Regions from separate parts of the Mus musculus genome. Here all the other regions are linked to region 3. A link is a contact called in public Hi-C and HiChIP or PLAC-seq data. All regions are on one chromosome and are shown on one strand. Each heading gives the region's core, a stretch centred on a gene start, on an enhancer-like site or on the middle of the called end of the contact. The rest is flanking DNA. Distances are from core to core; before and after follow the strand shown.

Region 1 (3,748 bases), core at 566-3,065, 200 kb before region 3:
GAAGAAGAAGAAGAAGAAGAAGAAGAAGGCAACTTCAATGTCCTGTTATAAAAGATGGATAGGGAGGCTGAAGCACACTACCTCAACCATACTTCCTGAGTCTCTGAGCTAGTGGAGAATAAACAAGTGAAAGTGTGATATGAAGCAGGACTGAGAGGACATATGGCTATCCTCACATCTTTGTCAGTTAACACAAGATGACTTTGTATCTACTAGTCATTCTTTCCTTATTACTATGACAAGATGCCCACATCCTAAAGGAGAAAGGATTTGTTTCAGCTAATGGCTTCAGAGTGATAGTCTATCACTGTAAGTAAGAGAGCACAGCAGGAGCTTGAGGTGACTGCCTGGTCACACTGCGGCAGACAGGAATCTGAGAACTCAGCTTGGAACCAAAAACAGACATAACCTTCCAAGATATGTGTCCTCCAGCTGTACTGTGTGTCCTAAGGTTCTGCAACTTTACCCACACAGTGCTGTCAGCCCAGGACTGAGTATCAAGATGCATGTAGGTGTGGTCTCAAACCATAACACTGTAACATTTACATGTGGCACAGTGACCACAATGACAATAGAGGTCAGGCCTGCATCACACTGGACAGTGGAGGGTGGACATATTTACCCTAGCTTAATCAAATGACCCAGATCATTCTGATCCAACTAAGGCAATTTATATAAAATACAGGCACAGCAGGCTGCACAGCCTGAGTATGCCAGACATGTTAGTCCCTATCTTTCCTTCCTGAACTCAGAATCTCCTTTTTGCTCACTGTAGCAGAAGGGCTAACACAGTCCCCAAAGCATCTCAGGGATGTTTCAGCAGCAGCCCAGATTTTAACTGTTACCTGGTGGCAGCCCCAGTACATTAGTGCTCTTGCATTCCAAGTGACGCCTCTGATGCCCAGAAATCATTTTCTTTGCTTATCCAACGCCACCAAGGCATCTCGAGTTTCTTGGTAATTACAGAAGCTGAGTGCAGACTTCACCTCAGGCCACAGACTCATTAATTTGCCAACTCTTGTGCTTTTCACACAGACTTAGGGGGACGTCTTTTGATTTGGAACCAGAAGTACATTTTGATTTTTAATTATTTCCTATTCTTCTATACACTAGAGGCTCCAGGCAAATCTCCTGATGTGTGAGCCCACTGTGGGGGTCAATCTCTTTTTAATAGAAAAACTTCAAGGAGGTAAATTAAGTCCAGACAAAGTCACTGTTACCCTAATCCATAGGTGTTCATGAAATACTTTCAGTTGATGGTAAGTAAATCCAACAATCCCTGTGCCCAAAGAGATCCACAGTGGGAAAAGGACAGGGTCCTGTGTCTCTTGGAGGCCATCCCACCCATATGAGCTATCATCTTCTGGAGGTTGTTGAGGAGGGAACTCAGAACCTCGTGCATAGCCGGTGAGCATTGTATGAGTGAGCTGCATTCCCGGCTGCAAGACTGGGTTTTTGTTGGTTTTAGCTTGTTTGATGAGTGGTGACTTTCACATGCAGGCTCTTCTGTGAGAAAGGAGTGTCTTCCCTGAATTTAACTGCATGTTTCGTACTTGGCAGACAGAATGTCTAGATTCCAACTGACTCTAGAAACTTAAAACTTGAGGGCAGACATTACCATCCTCTGTTGAAGACAGAGTGGAACGGCAGCTAACAGCCGGCCTCACACCTAGTTGAATGAACTCAGATTTTGCCTTTCTTATTAACAATCAGAGAGGCCTTTTGGACCTCAGTGTTTTCATCTGTAGGGTGAGTACAATAGTATCGTCCATTTCCTGTGGCTGTGGTGAGATTTAAGTGCTGTGTAACTAGTTCCCTTTCATTACTAAATACTTCAAAGAATTGCATTATTGAGCACATTTCCCAATGCGAAATGCATCAGTTTCGTATGCAGACTGTCCACCAAATGATTCCACAGACAGTTCATTTAGCAGGTGAAGGGAGTGAGAGTGGGCGGCTACCTGTTTTTGCGACATGTATGGAAAGGGCTGTCTTCACACTGGCTCACGACGACGGACACACAGCATGCTGCACACTGGGCATCTACAGGTACTTCTTATCTTTTGGGGATCACGGTTGGGTACTGCTCCACCAACACAAGCCCCAGAAGTTTCATTTCTGTCCTTTATACTCAGTGACAAGGCTTGCGAGTGTGCCCTGGTCGCACTGCTTCAGCCCAGAGGTCCGTGGTTTGGAATGGCTAAAAGGATGTGGCTGGGGAGCTCAGGGAAAAACCCAGAACACAGAACTTACTGCCTGTTGAAAGTGACTTCTTTTTTTTCTTCCAGGGTCCAAACATTGCTCTTCTTAACTGCCTGTGAGAGGCTGTGTGTTATTGAGTGAAGAAAGTCTGACTGGGGGACTTGGTTTCATGTACTACTTACTGTCGAGAACATTCCACTACCAATGGTGGCATTAGCTGGCATACTCTCCATTAGTAGCTAATAAATAGGTTGAGCCTGTGTGGTACATCTGCTCCTAATTCCATTGCTGTCTAAATGCCTTAATTGTAGCATCTACGCCCTGAAAGAAAGAAATGTTTTTATAGGCTACCACCTCCGCACATCTTGGAAACAAAGGAATTCATTACCATTTCAGGGCTCAAACCTTGCCTTGATTTACATTCTAGTCACGGAACCAACTCATTTCATCTGTGCCACCAACTAATTCTTAACCACTGAAGAGCAGTTCTAGAGTGTTCAAGGTTCAAGGTCACATGGATACTTTTTCTAACAACTGAAACCCTCCAGTCTCCCTAGAGATGAACTGTGCATATTCAGTTAAGTAGAGAAATGACACTGGGACAATGAAACAGAAACTCCAGGGAGAGGTTCTGAGGCTGAGGGGTAGGAGAAAACTGTCAAATATTCATCACTGAAAAAAAAATAGCCTGTCTGTCTAAGAGACACAGTTGAGAAAATAATAGTCTAGTCCAAGGCATGCATTAAATATATTTTAAAATAAAAGTCAATGTATTGCCCCAGCCTACATTCTTAGTATTTATCTTAACAAACCAGAAAAGGTTGATTCATAGACTTAATGCAGGAAGAAACACTCTGTGGTATGTCTAAACACAGAGTGTCTGACCCTTCGCTACTTATTTATTGAGTTTAAATTAGTAGTTCCATATTTATGGACTTGAACATGAGTCACAAACTAGCTGTTTGCCAGGGAATGGGATATACCATTGTCTCTCAAATATTTAGATAAAAATTCATTAGGAATACAAAGGCTATAATTAATTTTTTTCAAAGTTTGTATTAAGAATGTGTACTCACTGATAAGTGGATATTAGCACAGAAACTTAGAATACCCAAGATATAAGATACAATTTGCAAAACACATGAAACTCAAGAAGAATGAAGACCAAAGTGTGAACACTTTGCCCCTTCTTAGAATTGGGAACAAAACACCCATGGAAGGAGTTACAGAGACAAAATTTGGAGCTGAGAAGAAAGGATGGACCATCTAGGGACTGCCATATCTGGGGATCCATCCCATAATCAGCTTCCAAACACTGACACCATTGCATACACTAGCAAGATTTTGCTGAAAGGACCCAGATATAGCTGTCTCTTGTGAGATTATGCTGGGGCCTGGCAAACACAGAAGTGGATGCTCACAGTCAGCTATTGGATGGATCACAGGGCCCCCAATGGAGGAGCTAGAGACAGTAATCTAGGAGCTAAAGGGATCAGCAACCCTATAGGTAGAACAACAATATGAACTAACCAGTACCCTCTGGAGC
Region 2 (3,846 bases), core at 550-3,049, 170 kb after region 3:
GTGGCATCTCAAAAGTCTCACTATTCTCTCTTGTGCACTTATTCTCTAGCTCTCTCCCTCATGATTTTGCTACCTGGAATATTTCAGAATACCTGTCTTCAAGATAAGATATTATGTTTTCTCTTTAAATTAGACTGTTGTTGAAGGTTTCAGTTTGTTTAAAACTTGTTATTGATTCTTTGTGAATTTCACATCATGCATCCCAGTCACATTTATCTTCCCATCCCCTCATACTTGACCTTTGGCCTTACAACCTTACCCCCAAATAAACACACACACACACACACACACACACACACACACACACAAAGCATAGAAAACATCTCACTGTGAAAGCTGTATTGTGTCACTGTGTGTGTCCCACAGTATCTCCTTCTGTCCACACATCTTCACTTGCAAATGTTCATTGCAATGAGTCGTTTGTCTGATCATCATCAATACTGGCTCATCATCAGGACTCCTCCCAGTTATCCTGTTGTTCTACTGTGTCATAGAGATCCTGAATCTTTGGATCAGCACGACTGTCCCTTACCCATGTCCCAACCATTTAACAATGATACAGATTTTGGGTTCAACCAACTCAGAGCCCTCGATCTTGGCCTGGGTGATAGCTGAGTTCTCTCATGGCCAACTCTTCAGACTACCACAAGTGATGAAGAGGGGTGAAGAGAAGGTGTCACCCCTGAATACCTCATATCTTATTAGCAGTGATAGCATGTCTTTGGGTTCAGCAGTGGCTCAGTGATTGGGACCTTCTGCAGTGGCAGTGAGAAACAAACACATAGAACAGAACACATGCCTTAGCTCAGTGGTGATTTGGGCCGATTACATGGCTTACTCTAATTAGAACAGCAGCTTAGCCAACTAAGCAGCTTAGATGGATTGATAATTCTTAGTAGTAAGAACTTGGTAATCAAGTAGGAAGTCAGATTATGGACTTGAGATGAGATATCTTTGTGGATGGTTGGTAGCCTTTGATATTATCTTGAATCATTTGCTGGTCCAATAGTATTCTCTAAACCTTTTGCTTTTGCCTCTTCCAGAATTTTCCAGACTTGCTCTGGTGTGAACTAGAACAGCAGAATTTATAGTATGAGGCCCTATGGCATGAATGTAATACAGATTTGATGAATGTGTTAACTTAGTCCTAATCCTGGTCAGGGTCATATTGCCCAAAGTAAAGTAGATAACTGTTTTCAAACCGGCTCAAAATATTTACTCCTAAATATATGGGACACATGATATGAACATATGAATTTACTTGGTTAAATCAATTCCTATCAAAGCAAGATATCACAGAAGACAAACTTATGAACTATATAGGCACTTTCCTTGGTATTACTTCAAGAATGATAAAGTCTTAAGAGTCTAGAATAATGAGCTCTGTTATATCATGTAGTTGTTCAGTATGCAGCTGACAGAGGCATAAGACCATCTGCTGCTTCTCATTCCATTGTGATAGATGCATATTTTCATTCGATGTTGTTTCCCATCTGCACAAAGGCAGATTAGTTAACATACCATGTTTCTTACAATATAGATGTGTTGATATTATACCTTTCAGCCTTGTATGTTTGTAAATATTGATCCTTTGCTGAGTTACATTCCTCAGATACTTATGGAACAATGAACAAAACATGTTAGAAAGCTATACAAGCCACACAGTTATTAGTTTCCATTAACAGATATGGCCCTAGTGCTGAAGAGAATCTGGGTCATTGCTTTTTCTACCACTGCATACATATGGCAAGTTCAGGGGCTGAGGACTCAGGGCATTCCTTCTGAATGACTCATGTCATGCCTCAGGCAGGCTCCATTTTTGTCTGCTGATACTGCCCTAGCAAATTAAAGGCATTGATTTGGCATATTTCCATTCTGAGCAAAATATTTATCATCCAGAAAGGATGTTGGAACCTATTCTTTCCCCTAGAGCTTTGGGGACTGCTGCTATAACAGCAGTTCTCAACCTGTGCACCACAAAGACTCCTTTGGGGGTTGAAAGACCCTTTCACAGTGGTTGCCTAAGACCACTGGAAAACACAGATGTTTATATTATGATTCATCACTGTAGAAAAATTATAGAGACCTTAGAGGTGAGAGACTCCCAGGACTCACAGGGAGGGACCTTTGACAAAATGCCCAACAGTAGGGAGAGGGAACTTATAGAGCCCATCTCCAGCAGGAAGACAGAACATCAAGTGAGGGATGGGGTTGCCATCCCATAGTCACACCTCTGACCCATAATTGTTTTTGTCTGAAAGAATTACAGGGATTGAAATGGAGAGGAGCCTGAGGAAAAGAAGGTCCAGTGACAGACCCAAAGTTGGATCCAGGTCAAGGGGAGGTCCCAAGGCCTGACACTATTACTGAGGCTATGGAGTTCTCACAAAAAGGGACCTATCATGACTGCCCTCTGAAAGACCCAACAAGCAGCTGAAAGAGTCAGATGAAGATATTTGCACCCAACCAATGAACAGAAGCAGATGACCCCTGTTTTTGAATTAGGGAAGGCTGAAAGAATTTTAGGAGAAGGGCGATTCTATAGGAGGACCAGCAGTCTTAATTAATCTGGACCCCCAAGATCTTTCAAACACTGGACCACCAAAGAGATGGCACAAACCAGCTGATATGAGGCCCCCAACACACATACAGTAGAGGATTTCTAGGTCTATGCTCATTCAGAGATGATGCACCTAGCCCTCAAGAGACTAGAGGCCCCAAGGAGTTTAGAGGTCAGATGGGGTGGAGGGTGGGGGCATCCATGTGGAGACAGAGTGTGGTAGGGAGGAGGTGTAGGATGTAGAGCAGTTGGAGGGTGGGATAGGAGGGGCGGGAAATGGAATGTGGGTATAAAAATGAATTACAAATAAAATTAAATTTAAAAGAGAAAGAAAAATTATAAAGTAGCAACAAAAATAGTTATGGGTGGGAGTCACCACAACATGAGGAACTGTATTCAAGGGTTGCAGCATAAGGAAAGTTGAGATCCACTATGATGTAGAATCTAAACACAAATTAAACGAAGCTCACTGTGTCACATGCCTTTGTCAATCAGTCATGGAAGCTTATCCCTTAATCATCCTGACAAATGAAGACAAAATCATGTCAACCAACAAATCCACAGTTTTTACTGGTTCTACCAGAGTAAAGGATGACCAGAGTCTTCTGATAGCCATAATTATATTCTTGCTTACTAAGGACCTGACTCAGCTTGAGAGGGGATCCTGAGAGAAGGGGTGTGTGGGAGTAGCAAACAAAGAACTTGAAGTAATTCTGGGTCCAAACTGATGGCCTATGTTCTGCTCGAGATGGCTTTCCAGATTACACTCTCCCTCCCCCCTCTCTTCTTTTAGTTTTCTCTGGAGAGCTCCAGACAGCTCTCTGCCTCTCTGCTTGAGACAGCTTTTATGCAATTTGGAAATCCCTTTAGTTATCTCATCTTTTGCAGATCAAAAACCCAGTTTTTAATTTACATACCAATTTAGTCATTACCCCCAGGTCCCCATTAACCCAAGTTCCTTGATTCTTACCAAGAGACAGGGAGCACAAGACAATAAGATAGCTAGGTGGGATCCTACCCTGAAATTACCATTCCTACCATACCTGGACCTGGACCTGGACCTATACTCCCTTTGTTCCAGGCTGACCTTGAACTCCAGAATCTGCCTATCTTTGTATCTGCCTGTCTTCATAGCTTTCTGACAAGCTGGCTCATAGTGCAGCTGCCTCTGTTCCTTAAGATTTGTGAAACTTCTATATAATTCGTATTGCATCCTTATATTTTGCATAGTTGAGAAAGTATATATTTTCTAACTCATGTTTTCAGGGTTCTTTCCCACAGCCTTA
Region 3 (3,819 bases), core at 865-3,364:
ATGGCAACATGTGAACTTAGACTGTGTTCTAATTTATTCTTTTCTCTCATGATGAAGCCCTCCCTCCATAGTCTTCTAGCTTACGGTGAGATTGCCTGGGTCCATCTACACAGAAATTGATATTCTATTGTATTCTGACAGAAATTATTCAAATTTCACATTATGTGTTCTCAGAATTACCAAGAGAACTAGCTATGAATACAGTGGTTGCAACGTAATTCCTTCATGAGGAGACAGGAAGCTAGTGATTGTCTATGTAATCTTGTTCTGAGAGGAAGTATGCTTTTCTAGGAAAACGATTTTCTCTTTATAAGGCTGCCATCATTTTGGTACATGGAAAACTGATTCATGGTCACCGTTTTTATTTTTGCCATCAGCCTACTGTGTAGAGTGTGCACTTTAGTATAGGAAAGCAAGTTTCTCTCTTTTATTCTTTTTTTTTTTTTAGCTTTTATTAAAACTAAATAAAATGTTATATGGTTCAAACAAAATATTATCCGTGTCCAGTACAGGACAGATTAAAATTTCCTAGTTGTGGGTGAGAAGTACGATCAGGGGTATACAGCTATGTCTTTTGGTCATGCCACTGAACATGCATAAAGCATTTCTATTTAGTTAGCACAACACAGTGTGGAAGAACCAGCAGTGAAATATAAAGATCTCTAGATTAGGGACATAAAGCTCTATAGCAGCAACCCTGCTGTTAGCAAGCTGTCTTAATAAACTCCTGTGGGTCTAAACTGCCCTCATCTGTGCGACAAGAAGACTGAACCAGGTGTGTCTCAGCTCAAATATTTAAAGGAACTATTTTAACTGTATGCAGATCACAAAAATTTGGCATTGCATTCATTGTGTGCTGCAAAATAAGATACTTACTGAAGAAAATTCTAGCACCAGGACATAGATTTAAAAAAAAAAAACCTTATTTTACAGAAATCTTAGGGGCTGGAGGGTATAGATCACTAGTAGGGTGCAGTCTTCATATGTGTGAAGCTCTGGGTTCTATCCCCAGCAAGGGGAATAATGAAGTTTAAAGGACTTCAAAGAAAATTGCAATATAAATGCAAAATATATAATTACCTTGTTCTAAGCAATTTCAGTGCTGCACTCCATTTCAAACAGGCAGTGCTATTTCATACATCCATTTGGTATGCATTCAACGCCTATTATGTGAATAGGCAGCGAGTTGAGAGTGAATAGAGGAATTGACAAAAAGGATGTCTACTACTGTCTTCCCAAATACAAAAGGTGATTCATTCTTAAGGATGTATTCTTCTCAAAGAATCTTATTGATTACGTGGAATACTACATCAAGGATAGAGATGGTGCTGCGAATGGCAATTTAATACCAACTGAAATGTGGAATAGCACTCTGATTTAAAAAAAATGTTTTCTTTCAGCAGAACAGCTTTGCTGCCATTGCTGTTTGTCCAACTTGAGCAGACTTTTTAGTTCATACAGTATTAACTCTTTTCTTTCCCAGTGACCTGTACCTCCTAAATGTGCCAAGATGGTTCCATTGCCCAGAAGGAAGCTGTCATCAATGCCTGAACTTTTAGTTTTCTTAAAAGATGGGGTCAAGAGAGGCAAAGCATATGAAGATGCCAAAGCAGGATTTGAGACTTTAGAAGGGATTCATGAAATGCCCATCCCTTCTAGTTTATACCCAACTCTCTCAGCTGTTATACTATCAAGTCTTGGGGTTCTCTCTCATTATTCAGACTGGTAGACTTCCCCAGCTCAACCCACAGCTGAACACAATCACCCACGACACCCCCAAACATGGCACTCACACCCACCCACTTCCTTCTCTTGACAGGGCAACCCTCATGGATCCACCCAATGGTTGACTGGCCTTCCAGGGCCTCACCATCACCCACCACAGCCACCATGTTCCACGAACTGGCCTCTCCCCCATCAGTCCCCGCCCCTCACTCGGAGAGCACCCAATGGGAGGAGCTGAGGCCGTGGGAGGCGGGGACTAAGGCGGGCCCATTTAAAGAAAGGCTGAGGGCGAAAGGAGGCAAGAGAAGAGAAGAAAGAGAAGCCAGGGGAGGGGGCGGGCGCCGTCCAATGACAAAGCCCCGGGGTGGGCGCCCGCCGCTGCCGCCATCTTTAGCCCGGCCACAGGACAACCAGCGCGTCCTCCGCCCCGAGGGGGAGGGGCGGCGAGGCGAGAAAAGTAGCGAGCGGCGCCGGGCGGAAGGCGCCAGCACAGGCTAGCAGCGCCGGGCGGAAGGCGCCAGCACAGGCGAGCGCCGCCGAGCCGGGCGCGGACAGGGACGGCGGGCGGTCCCGAGCGGCCTCTGATGCGACGCGGCGTGAAGAGGCGGCGGCGCCGGCCCCGGGCTGCCTGGGGCGGCGGCTACGGAGCGGAAGGAGGGGCCGGGCTGGAGGCGCTGGAGGAGAAGGTGGTGTACTCGCGGTCGCAACTGTCGCTGGCCGGAAGCACGGAGGCGCTGGGCGACGCCTTCAAGCTCTTCATGCCCAGCAGCACGGAGTTCATGAGCTCGGAAGCGGAGCTCTGGAGCTTCCTCTGCAGCCTCAAGCACCAGTTCTCCCCGCACATCCTGCGCAGCAAGGACGTCTACGGCTACTCCTCGTGCCGGGCACTGGTGCCCGACCCCCCGGCGCCCGACAGCCGCCCCGCGCGCCGGCCGCGCCCGCGCGCAACGCCCAGGAGGAGGCGCCGTGGAGCTCGGGCTGCCGCGGACACCCGTAGGCCGCGCCCCGCCGCTGCGGCCGCGGAGCCCGGGCCTCCCGCATCCAGCTTCGGGGGCCGCACCCTGGAGGAGATCTGGAGGGCGGCCACCCCGACGCTGACCAGCTTCCCGACCATCCGCGTCGGCGACGACGTGTGGGGCGAGCGCAGCCTGGCGGTGGCGCGGCGCAGGGCGAGCCAAGTGCTGCGAGTGGACCTGGACCCGGTGGTGAGGCTGCGCCGCTTCCCGGTGCACCGGCTGTGATGCGCGCTGCGGCGCCTCCTGCCGGCCGCCGCCCGGGGAAGCTTCCGCGCGCTGGAACGGACTTATGTCAATGTCAGTCGAATGTTTACAGAACCGGCCCCCTTTGGTGCACTTTATGCGCGAACTAGGCCCCTGGATGCGGTGCGGCGCCGCGGTCCAGGATCGGGACAGGTGCGGCCCCCACGCCCGCGGCCAGACGGGACGGCCGGACCCGCGACAGAAGTCCCTTTGCTTCCCAACCCGGATGGAGACGTCTCCAGAACCTGGAGGGACACGTGCGTTTTCTCCCTCTCGGACTCTACCTCACCGGTCTGGAAGACCTCCGAAGACTTACAAATTTTTTTCTCCAAAGGAATTTTGTTTTCGTGCTTGTGTAATACAGCCAGAATTTTACTTGCTCCTGATTCCCCTTCTGTTTTCTTTTTGACTGTCAGCCCCACTTTCTGGACAGAAGATCGACTATGTTTCCTGGTGAAGTGCTGGTGTACGCTCAGGGTATTCTGAAGGCCACTCGTTTTCTAATTTTTACTGGATTCCAAAGCTTTGATCAAGGTCGTCTTTTAAGAGTTTCAAGCTTATGACTGTTAATGTAAGGATTTGTATGGCTTTGAATTTCATGAGCTCAGTGATTAACAAGAGATGCAAAGTACAACTTTAAAATAAAAGGTTAAGGTGTTTATATATAAAGTTTTATATTGAAAGTTTATATTTACTGAGCTCCTAAGTAAAATGGTAGAATATTCTTTAAAAGTTTTGTTTAAGAAAAAGTTGACTTACTCTATTCATTTAAATTGAATAAAATTGAAGTGTTTTGAACCACATGGCTTGTGATAAAAATTGAATAAATTTTGAA

The links. Hi-C and Micro-C count contacts between places; a contact is called where the count stands out from the background. HiChIP or PLAC-seq counts read pairs in DNA pulled down with a chosen protein or histone mark.
Region 1: an H3K27ac HiChIP or PLAC-seq map of bone marrow-derived dendritic cells shows a contact between it and region 3, with 3 times the contacts expected there. The contact joins the enhancer-like site here to the promoter of Ccdc71l in region 3. A contact is called at or near these places in 1 of 39 promoter capture datasets (neural stem cells), 2 of 484 Hi-C or Micro-C datasets (the C10 cell line and the G1E-ER4 cell line) and 5 of 115 datasets of contacts at active chromatin or transcription factors (the 230-238 cell line, bone marrow-derived dendritic cells, bone marrow-derived macrophages and 1 more).
Region 2: a contact with region 3 is called in a Hi-C map of embryonic fibroblasts, with 2.3 times the contacts expected there. The contact joins the enhancer-like site here to the promoter of Ccdc71l in region 3. A contact is called at or near these places in 1 of 39 promoter capture datasets (hippocampal neurons), 1 of 484 Hi-C or Micro-C datasets (embryonic fibroblasts) and 3 of 9 other capture datasets (adipose tissue, macrophages and pancreatic islet).

What each region holds. Positions count from the first base shown.
Region 1 is chr12:32,181,001-32,184,748 of GRCm38.p6, forward strand. The region is part of intron 10 of Pik3cg (phosphatidylinositol-4,5-bisphosphate 3-kinase catalytic subunit gamma); the gene reads right to left. Among named protein-coding and RNA genes, the nearest start is that of Pik3cg, 26 kb to the right of the region's middle. Within about 2 kb of position 1,816, at least 26 of the 459 cell types and tissues checked have an H3K27ac peak or open chromatin away from gene starts, as enhancers often do. A contact at or near this core is called in bone marrow-derived dendritic cells and neural stem cells, where this site is marked.
Region 2 is chr12:32,544,817-32,548,662 of GRCm38.p6, forward strand. No RefSeq gene overlaps it. Among named protein-coding and RNA genes, the nearest start is that of Gm33380, 35 kb to the right of the region's middle. Within about 2 kb of position 1,800, at least 17 of the 459 cell types and tissues checked have an H3K27ac peak or open chromatin away from gene starts, as enhancers often do. A contact at or near this core is called in embryonic fibroblasts, where this site is marked.
Region 3 is chr12:32,376,675-32,380,493 of GRCm38.p6, forward strand. Ccdc71l (coiled-coil domain containing 71 like) reads left to right here and starts at 2,115. Exons shown (of 1, transcript NM_001162903.1): 1 at 2,115-3,819. The coding sequence starts at 2,310. The coding sequence ends at 2,966.